Linked DNA regions of Mus musculus: region 1 is linked to region 2. The links are chromatin contacts, called in public Hi-C maps. All regions are on one chromosome and are shown on one strand. Each heading gives the region's core, a stretch centred on a gene start, on an enhancer-like site or on the middle of the called end of the contact. The rest is flanking DNA. Distances are from core to core; before and after follow the strand shown.

What was found. Hi-C and Micro-C count contacts between places; a contact is called where the count stands out from the background.
Region 1: a contact with region 2 is called in a Hi-C map of forebrain, with 2.4 times the contacts expected there. The contact joins two enhancer-like sites. A contact is called at or near these places in 3 of 484 Hi-C or Micro-C datasets (forebrain, neural progenitor cells and trophoblast stem cells), 5 of 115 datasets of contacts at active chromatin or transcription factors (astrocytes, embryonic basal ganglia, neural progenitor cells and 1 more) and 1 of 9 other capture datasets (adipose tissue).

What each region holds. Positions count from the first base shown.
Region 1 is chr9:61,548,032-61,551,514 of GRCm38.p6, reverse strand. No RefSeq gene overlaps it. Among named protein-coding and RNA genes, the nearest start is that of Gm34424, 40 kb to the right of the region's middle. Within about 2 kb of position 1,429, at least 47 of the 459 cell types and tissues checked have an H3K27ac peak or open chromatin away from gene starts, as enhancers often do. A contact at or near this core is called in astrocytes, embryonic basal ganglia, forebrain and 1 more, where this site is marked.
Region 2 is chr9:61,402,980-61,406,577 of GRCm38.p6, reverse strand. Tle3 (transducin-like enhancer of split 3) reads right to left here. Exons shown (of 20, transcript NM_009389.2): 8 at 3,110-3,126. Among named protein-coding and RNA genes, the nearest start is that of Tle3, 32 kb to the right of the region's middle. Within about 2 kb of position 2,132, at least 106 of the 459 cell types and tissues checked have an H3K27ac peak or open chromatin away from gene starts, as enhancers often do. A contact at or near this core is called in astrocytes, embryonic basal ganglia, forebrain and 1 more, where this site is marked.

The DNA of each region.
Region 1 (3,483 bases), core at 180-2,679, 150 kb before region 2:
TTGGAGCCTCGTTATCTAGTCTGGAACAAGAGGAAGAAGCTGAGAGCGCTAGGATTTTGGTGACTGAGGGAGAAGAGAGCAGAGATGAGGCAAGGCACATTAGTCCTACAGCCTCCCGTGTGCTTTGCAGTGGTTCTGGGATCCAGTGCGTCCCACACCACACGAATCCCGAGCAAGTTCCGAATGGAAGCTGAGCTTGCTGTGAGAGAGTGGGAGACTTGAGAGGCCTAATCCCCTGAACTTCTGTGGCAGGTGTGGCCCACCACATTCTGAGGGAGAGAGGCAGGTGACACCAAGTCAGTCCTCTGTTGCTTCAGCAATAGGAGCAAATATCAATGGCCGACATTTGCTGGCAAGGAGGCTTGTTTATGTGGTACACTGGTGACACATTTGTTCATGTTTAGCATCCTAACAGCCACGAGGAGCAGATCCTATGCTTACACCCATTTCACAGAGGGTAACTGAGATTTGGAGAAGAGAATAGTTTGACCAGTGATGGAGCTTAGTTCAGGTGAGGTGTCCTTAGCCTCGAGGCCAGTGTGGGCTCTTTGGGATCAGATTTCAGGAGAGTCATGCAAAGAGCTAGACACTTAGGGGTCCATGTCAGGCAATCCCCCACCTACGGACATCATGGGGATGTTTAAGGCAGTCTCAGCGGGGTCCAGGCCATCTAAGTGGCTGTGTCCTGCACCATCCCTGGGATGTCCAGTACAGGCATCCCTGCTGGTGACCATCAGCTCTTTCACAGGCAGGTTTTAGCTCCTTTCCTCCCTTTCTTAACTTCACCGATATCCATGGTCCTACCCTTAGCTTAGGACCTTAGACACAATAGCTTATGTGTCCTACACATAGGCCCACCTAGGGACCACTGTCAGTGAGCTCTTGGCCTGATGACACAATGATTTCCCTAACTGTATATTAACCTCCATCCATAGTCTCCATGATGGATGGCAAAGCCACAGGTCCTGAAGCCCCTCCTCTGAGGTGGTGCTATATTTGCATATGATTTGCATATCTCTTTACTTCCTCTCACCCTTCACAGCATCTCCACACTCCATAAGCTACCCCAATAAAACGACACGATGGGACGTAAATAGTTGTGCTATTATGTTTAAATGCTCTGCTAAAGGATAGTAAGGGAGAGGGCCAGTGCTTCTTCAATACAAACCCAATATGTTTTTTTCCAAATATTTTCAAACCATGGGTGATTGAATTCCTGCACTTGAGACCCATGGACAGCAAGTGCTGGACCATGCCAGGCTGCTATGGGAACTGAATGAGACAATGTATTGGCAAGAGTGACAATGGCCCAGTGTATTTCGTCTTTTCTTTAGAAAGAAGGGAACACAGAGACTACTCTGTGCAGTCCTGTGCCTAAAGCAAGGGTAAACAAGATGCTTGGCCTGGAGGGAGGAGGGGCTGAGTGCTTTAAGTGCTTGGTATTCATCTCTTTCCACTCTACAATTATCCCTTGAGGTTGTGATTATTCTTAGGACTGAGGGTGAACCAAGGCTCAGAGAGGGTAATTAATTTGCCCCAGGTCACCCAGCCAGAGAGTGGCAGCAGGTCTAAAATACAAAGGCACCCTTGTTGTCCACAGCTTATTTCCCAGAAGTGCCCCCATGTCTCCCGGCAGGAGACTGCCTGTGGAACAGGACGTGGTGTCAAGCACTTGCCTTCTCGTTAGGCAGGGTTCTGGCTGGGTTTCTGGGTCTCCCTGTGGTGCAGGGTTGGGGGACTGTCACGATAGGCAGTTCAGCACAGCAGAGAGGGATGAAGGAAGGCTGTGCTTTGACAAGGGCTTGTGCCCTTGTCACTTGGAACAGGAATGCTGGAAGCTGGGTCTTATCCCAGGTCCCTGAAGAGAGGGAGGAGGCAGCCAGTCTAAGGCCCTGTGCACTGTTTTAGTGATGCCCTGGGGCTTGGATTTAGGACTCCTGAGGACAACACCCTCACCCCTACCCACCTGACACCACCAGTCAGAGCTGCTCTGGCAAGAGGGAAAACTTTGCTAATTAATTAATATCAATCCAGGACCCACCTGGATTGGGCTTCGTGCTGATCAAGAAAAGAGGCTTTGGACATGGGGTGGGCTAGGCTCCTTGCTCAGTTCTTGTCTGGCAGCAGGTATGGGGCAGAAACTTGGACTTGGGCATGGCTGGAGCACGCCTACCCTGGCTTTGATGCTTCTAAAGGTGTGACTGTCAAGGTCACCTGGTACTGCAGTCAGGTGACTGTGTCAAGGTCACCTGGTACTGCAGTCAGACGTTGCTGGCCAGGCTCAGTTCTGCACAGAAAGTGGGTGCCAAGGCAGGGAGGCCTGTGGATGAAAGGGCAGCCATGGTTGGCAGACCTGTTCCCAAGAATATTGGGACACCCCCCCCCCACCCACACACACATACAACACTTACCCTCTGTTCCTCATCTTGATCTCTGCTCCTAATGAACCCCCATCCCCTCAAGCCCACCAGGGCCAACTCCCTGTAAGGTTCAGAGCTGACACATGTTGATGTCATCTCATATTTTACCATCTCTTTTTAAATTTTTAAACTTTATTTAGCCTGGTTTCCACAGTAAAAAAAAAAAAGCCTATTTGTGAGGAGAAAAAAAGTATGTGTGCTAATTCTTCTTGAAATAATAATAATAATAAAATGTGTTATCATTGTCTATGTGTGTGCATGCCCTGTGTACACATGAGGGGTTGTGGTGCAAATGGAGGTTGGGAGGGGAACTTGCAGGAATCGGTTCTCTCCTTCTACTGTGTGGGTTCTGCGCATCAAACGCTTGGTGGACATGCCTGTATCTGCTGAACTGTCCGGATGCTCCTTTTTCAACCTTGCATGGTACAGTGCGGGCAAGGGACCAGGGTAGCTATAGCTCCCTGGCTTGAGGCAAGTAAACTGATCACTCCCCTGCACCCCCCCCTGCCCCCGGATGGTCATGTTGAAGCTGGGGAGAGGCCGCAGGAAGATGCTGGCCTGTTCTTTTTCTTATTCCGATCACAAGTCAACTTTATTGCGTGTGAAATCTCAACGAGGTCCCATAGATCTCTTCCCCTGCTGCCAGCTTCTGCTTCAAGGTTGGTGTGGGCTCAGGCCAGGAGAAGCAAGGAGCTCAGCTCTCCTGCTATCTGTGGGAGACTCTGCACTAACAGCATCTCCTCTCTGTAGGAGGCAGCAAAGCCAACAGGTTCATTTCCCTTGCTGTGGCTATCTTCCTGGGTCAGCTTGGTTGGCTAGGACAACTGCCAGCCCAAGTGGATGGCACTACTCTCTCTTCCCAGGCAGCAGGAATATACTTATGGTTTTCTACCTTGCTGTGGATCTGGATTCTAAAGTCTGTGAGGATCGTGTGTGTGTGTGTGTGTGTGTGTGTGTGTGTGTGTGTGTGTGTGTGTGAACTCTGAGGATAATAGAAAGGCAGGGTGGCCTTGAGCTTTCAAGTTCCAGAGGTCCCTGGAGCCCCCTGCTATCCCAGCCCATT
Region 2 (3,598 bases), core at 883-3,382:
GAAGGCCTAGCGCCCCCTCAGTGAACTCAATGGCTTACCTCAAGCACCACTGTTTGAATGTGAAGTGCTCCACAGGCTAAGGGGTCCCAGCTGATTGGGGGGAGGGGTTGTCCTTGGAACCTTCTGGACATGGATTCTGGCTGGCAGACACAGGGCCACAGGGGATTATAGGGGAGTTCTGATACAGGCCAGCTTCTTCCTAACTGTGGCTAGGATGTAACCAGTCACCCCACACTCCTGCTTCCTCCAAGTCACAATGTGACCATAACGGACTGTACACCCTCAAACCATGAGCCAAATAATCCTTCCTCGATCCAGTTATCTTATCCTAGTGATAAGAAAAGTACTGATAAACCTACCCTTGTTCAGACTGACATTAATGTCAGGAGTGATAGGATGAGTCAGAGAACCCCGGTCTAACTACAGGGATAAGAGTGGCCACAAGTCCACACATGCTAAAGATGTATGCTGGAGTCCACACAGGCTAAAGACGCATGCTGGAGTCCACACAGGCTAAAGATGCATGCTGGAGTCGTGTGGGACTCCAGAGCAAGACGATGTGCTTACAAAGAGGGACACTAAAGGCAGGTACGGTAACCCTTCTTGTCTCCTTTCCCCATTTTACTAGAGGCCAATGCTGGCCCAGGGATGGGGTTCACTGGCAAGGAACGAGGCGGGGTGGCCAGCAGGTGGATGGGTTTGGGGGAATGGTGTGGGAGGGAGCCAGCCGCAGAACTTAATTTCCTTTCCTAAGCCGGTTTTCTGGGCAGCCCTTCCCTGCCAAGTTTCTGCCTGAAGCAAATTAAAATGGCAGAGTTATCAAGCCTTGAAGAAAAAAAATGGAGGTTATAATGGAACTGCAGCTCAACCTTCCCCGCAGCCGGGCGAGCGGCGGCGATGCGCTCACAGCCGCAATTCAATTAGTTGCTGCAAGCACAGGCAGAAAAAAAAATCACCGTCATTTCATTTCATTTCCTCCGATGGTGGCGGCCACCCCGTGCTAAGCAGAAATGCTTCCAGCCCCTCAGGCTGGCTGCCCCTGCGCAGGCGGGTGATGGAGAGGAGGGAGGGGACGGGGTGGCTGCTCGTGTTTCTCCTTGCGACCCAGTGCGAGAACAGGGAACTCTTTCTTCTCATGCAGTCAGGCTGAAAACCCTCGCCGCTACCGGAGAGTCATGTCAGGCATTTAGCGGCATCGATCCAGCCCGCCTCTGGTTGGCAGGCGGCCAAAAAACTAAGTATTTTTTATTGCTTCAGCTAGGCAAGGAAATATGAATGAAGCTACCTCTAATTGGACTCCAGACTAACCCCTCTGGGACAGCTTCCAGCCTGTCCACCCGGCCCCCTCCCCTCTCTGACACAGCCTTGTCCTTCCTGCCGGAGGCCTTGACTGTTGACAAGCTGTTTTCCTAAGGCTGATTATTTCAATCTCCACCATCCAACACCATGGCCCTGAGGATGCAGCCCCCAGAGTACTCCCCATCCCCCACTGGTGCCCTCCCTGAGCTGCCCAGCCCTAGGATGTCATGGGATTCATCCCTGTTCATTCCCCAGCTCCCATGTTGAGTCAGCCTAGCTTGGATGCCAGGAGCATTATTGGGGGGGGGCTGCACACTTGGGGGTCCCTCTGGGTTTCTGGCAGAAAGCTTTCAGCAAGGGCACAAAGCCAAAAGCGAATAGGTATGAAGAAGTAGGTAATGGGCTTCAATGCCCACTTCCTGGGGAAGGCCTCCTGCTAACCAAGTAATGAGCCCTGCTACAGGGGGTCTGCCTATCCAAAGCTGAGAGGCCGTCTGGCAGGGTAATCCCCATGACATGCAGGAGGAGACAGGGGCTCCAAGGTCAAGACACAAGACCTCATAAGGCTGAGATTGGATTGAAGCTGGGGAGGGGTGGAGGTTGGGGGTGGGGTTGGGAGACAACGCAGGTGGACATACCTAGTCCAGCTTCTATGTAGGGAAACTGCCTCTCCAAAAGTATGCCACTGTTTAAGGATCAACACCAAAGCAATCAAAATGGACTTGAGCTTTAATCAATCCTTTCTTCTGTGCCTAGCCATTCCTGAGCCCAAGGGGGCGGGCGGGGCCTGGATTTCTGAGCAGGCAGGCAGGCAGGGCAAGAAGAGACAGCTAATGGGAGGGAGGTATGAGAACAGTCTGGATGGAGGGAGGGATTGGAAAGGAAGGCGGGTCAAGCAGAGAGAGCTTCCCGAGGAGGCTGCTGCCTGGACGGCTAGTTAAAGGCCTGACATTCCAAGCCCTACTTAACATGAGGTAATAAGGAGAGCCATCCTAGCAGATTAAGATGGTCCCGGATACAAGCTCTGCGATGAAGAATAAAATAGCTCTGCTAATCGCTGGAGGATTTTTTTTTTTTATCCAGACTCCAGTGTGCTTATTCAGAGGGCTTATTCACTTGAAACAGAACCTTGGAGCCTCGGTGTGATCAGAAAGATTTACAGCAAATCTCTGAGCTGGCAGACACGCAGGCGGCCTGGCCTTAATACCTGCTAGCTAGCACTTTTTTCAACAGAGTCAAAGTGCAGAGCAGGGAGAAACCTTGGGCATCTGGAGAAAGGAGGGCTCGGGATTATGCCGGAAGTAGGCATCCAGCCTACGGGGCTGATGAACCATCATCAACCTAGGCAGCATCGGGAACGCAGGGCTCAGGCCAGTGACTCCAAAGAGCCCCTTGGAAGATGTAGGTTGGTGGGCTAATGGCTTCAGTTGACCATGTCTCTTTGTAAGGGGGGCTTTGGAGGTCACTCAGGCAAGTGCCTAGAGTTAAACAGCTTCCCTAATTAAAGGTCACTCAACAGAGGACAGCAACTCCTATATTATGATAGACAGTAACTACCCCTAGTACTGAATATGGGTAGAGACACCGTCACCCACATACCAGTCCTGAAGCCAGGTCTTCTAGCTGTGGGCACACATAAACAAATGATAAATAAAAACCCCAGCTTCCACCCACAGAGCAGAACGGGAAACTGGGGTTAGCTGTGGGTAGCACAGGCTACTTGCCAGGCCTGTAATTCTAGGAACAGGCCTCTAGGCAGGCCCATCTTCCTCCCGCACCCCATCCCTACACCAAAAGCACCTTCACTTACCGTGCTGGACTCTCTCTCTGAGAGGCAGGAAGGCCAGGAAAGGAGGAGGGTCAGGACCCACAAGGAAAAAAAACAAGGTCACTTTAATAAATCACAGTTGACCTTTGTGGTTTATCAAAGCCACCTCTCACTGGTTAGCCTGACTCTACTTCCCTGAGTGCAGTGAAGGCACGCCCCGTATATGGCATCTTAATGGTGCCCCCTCCCACCAGTGCCCAGCATGGCCTAGAATCCAGGCCATTAGCCTTCTTCCTGGTGTGTCAAAAGAATCTTGGTTTGCTTTTCGCCGTACTTTCTAGAATCGTACATGAGAGCTGGGAAGGTTATTGCTTTTTTTTTTTTTTTTAAAAATTGCAATTTGGAACTGACTTCTACTGGTTTGCTTTCTTAACACCATTCTCTGTTCCTTTGCCAAAAAGCCCCCAGAAGCATAGGCCTCTGGTCACACCAGTCCAGCTAATCAGCAGCTCTCATTGTCCTCTCCCCTCT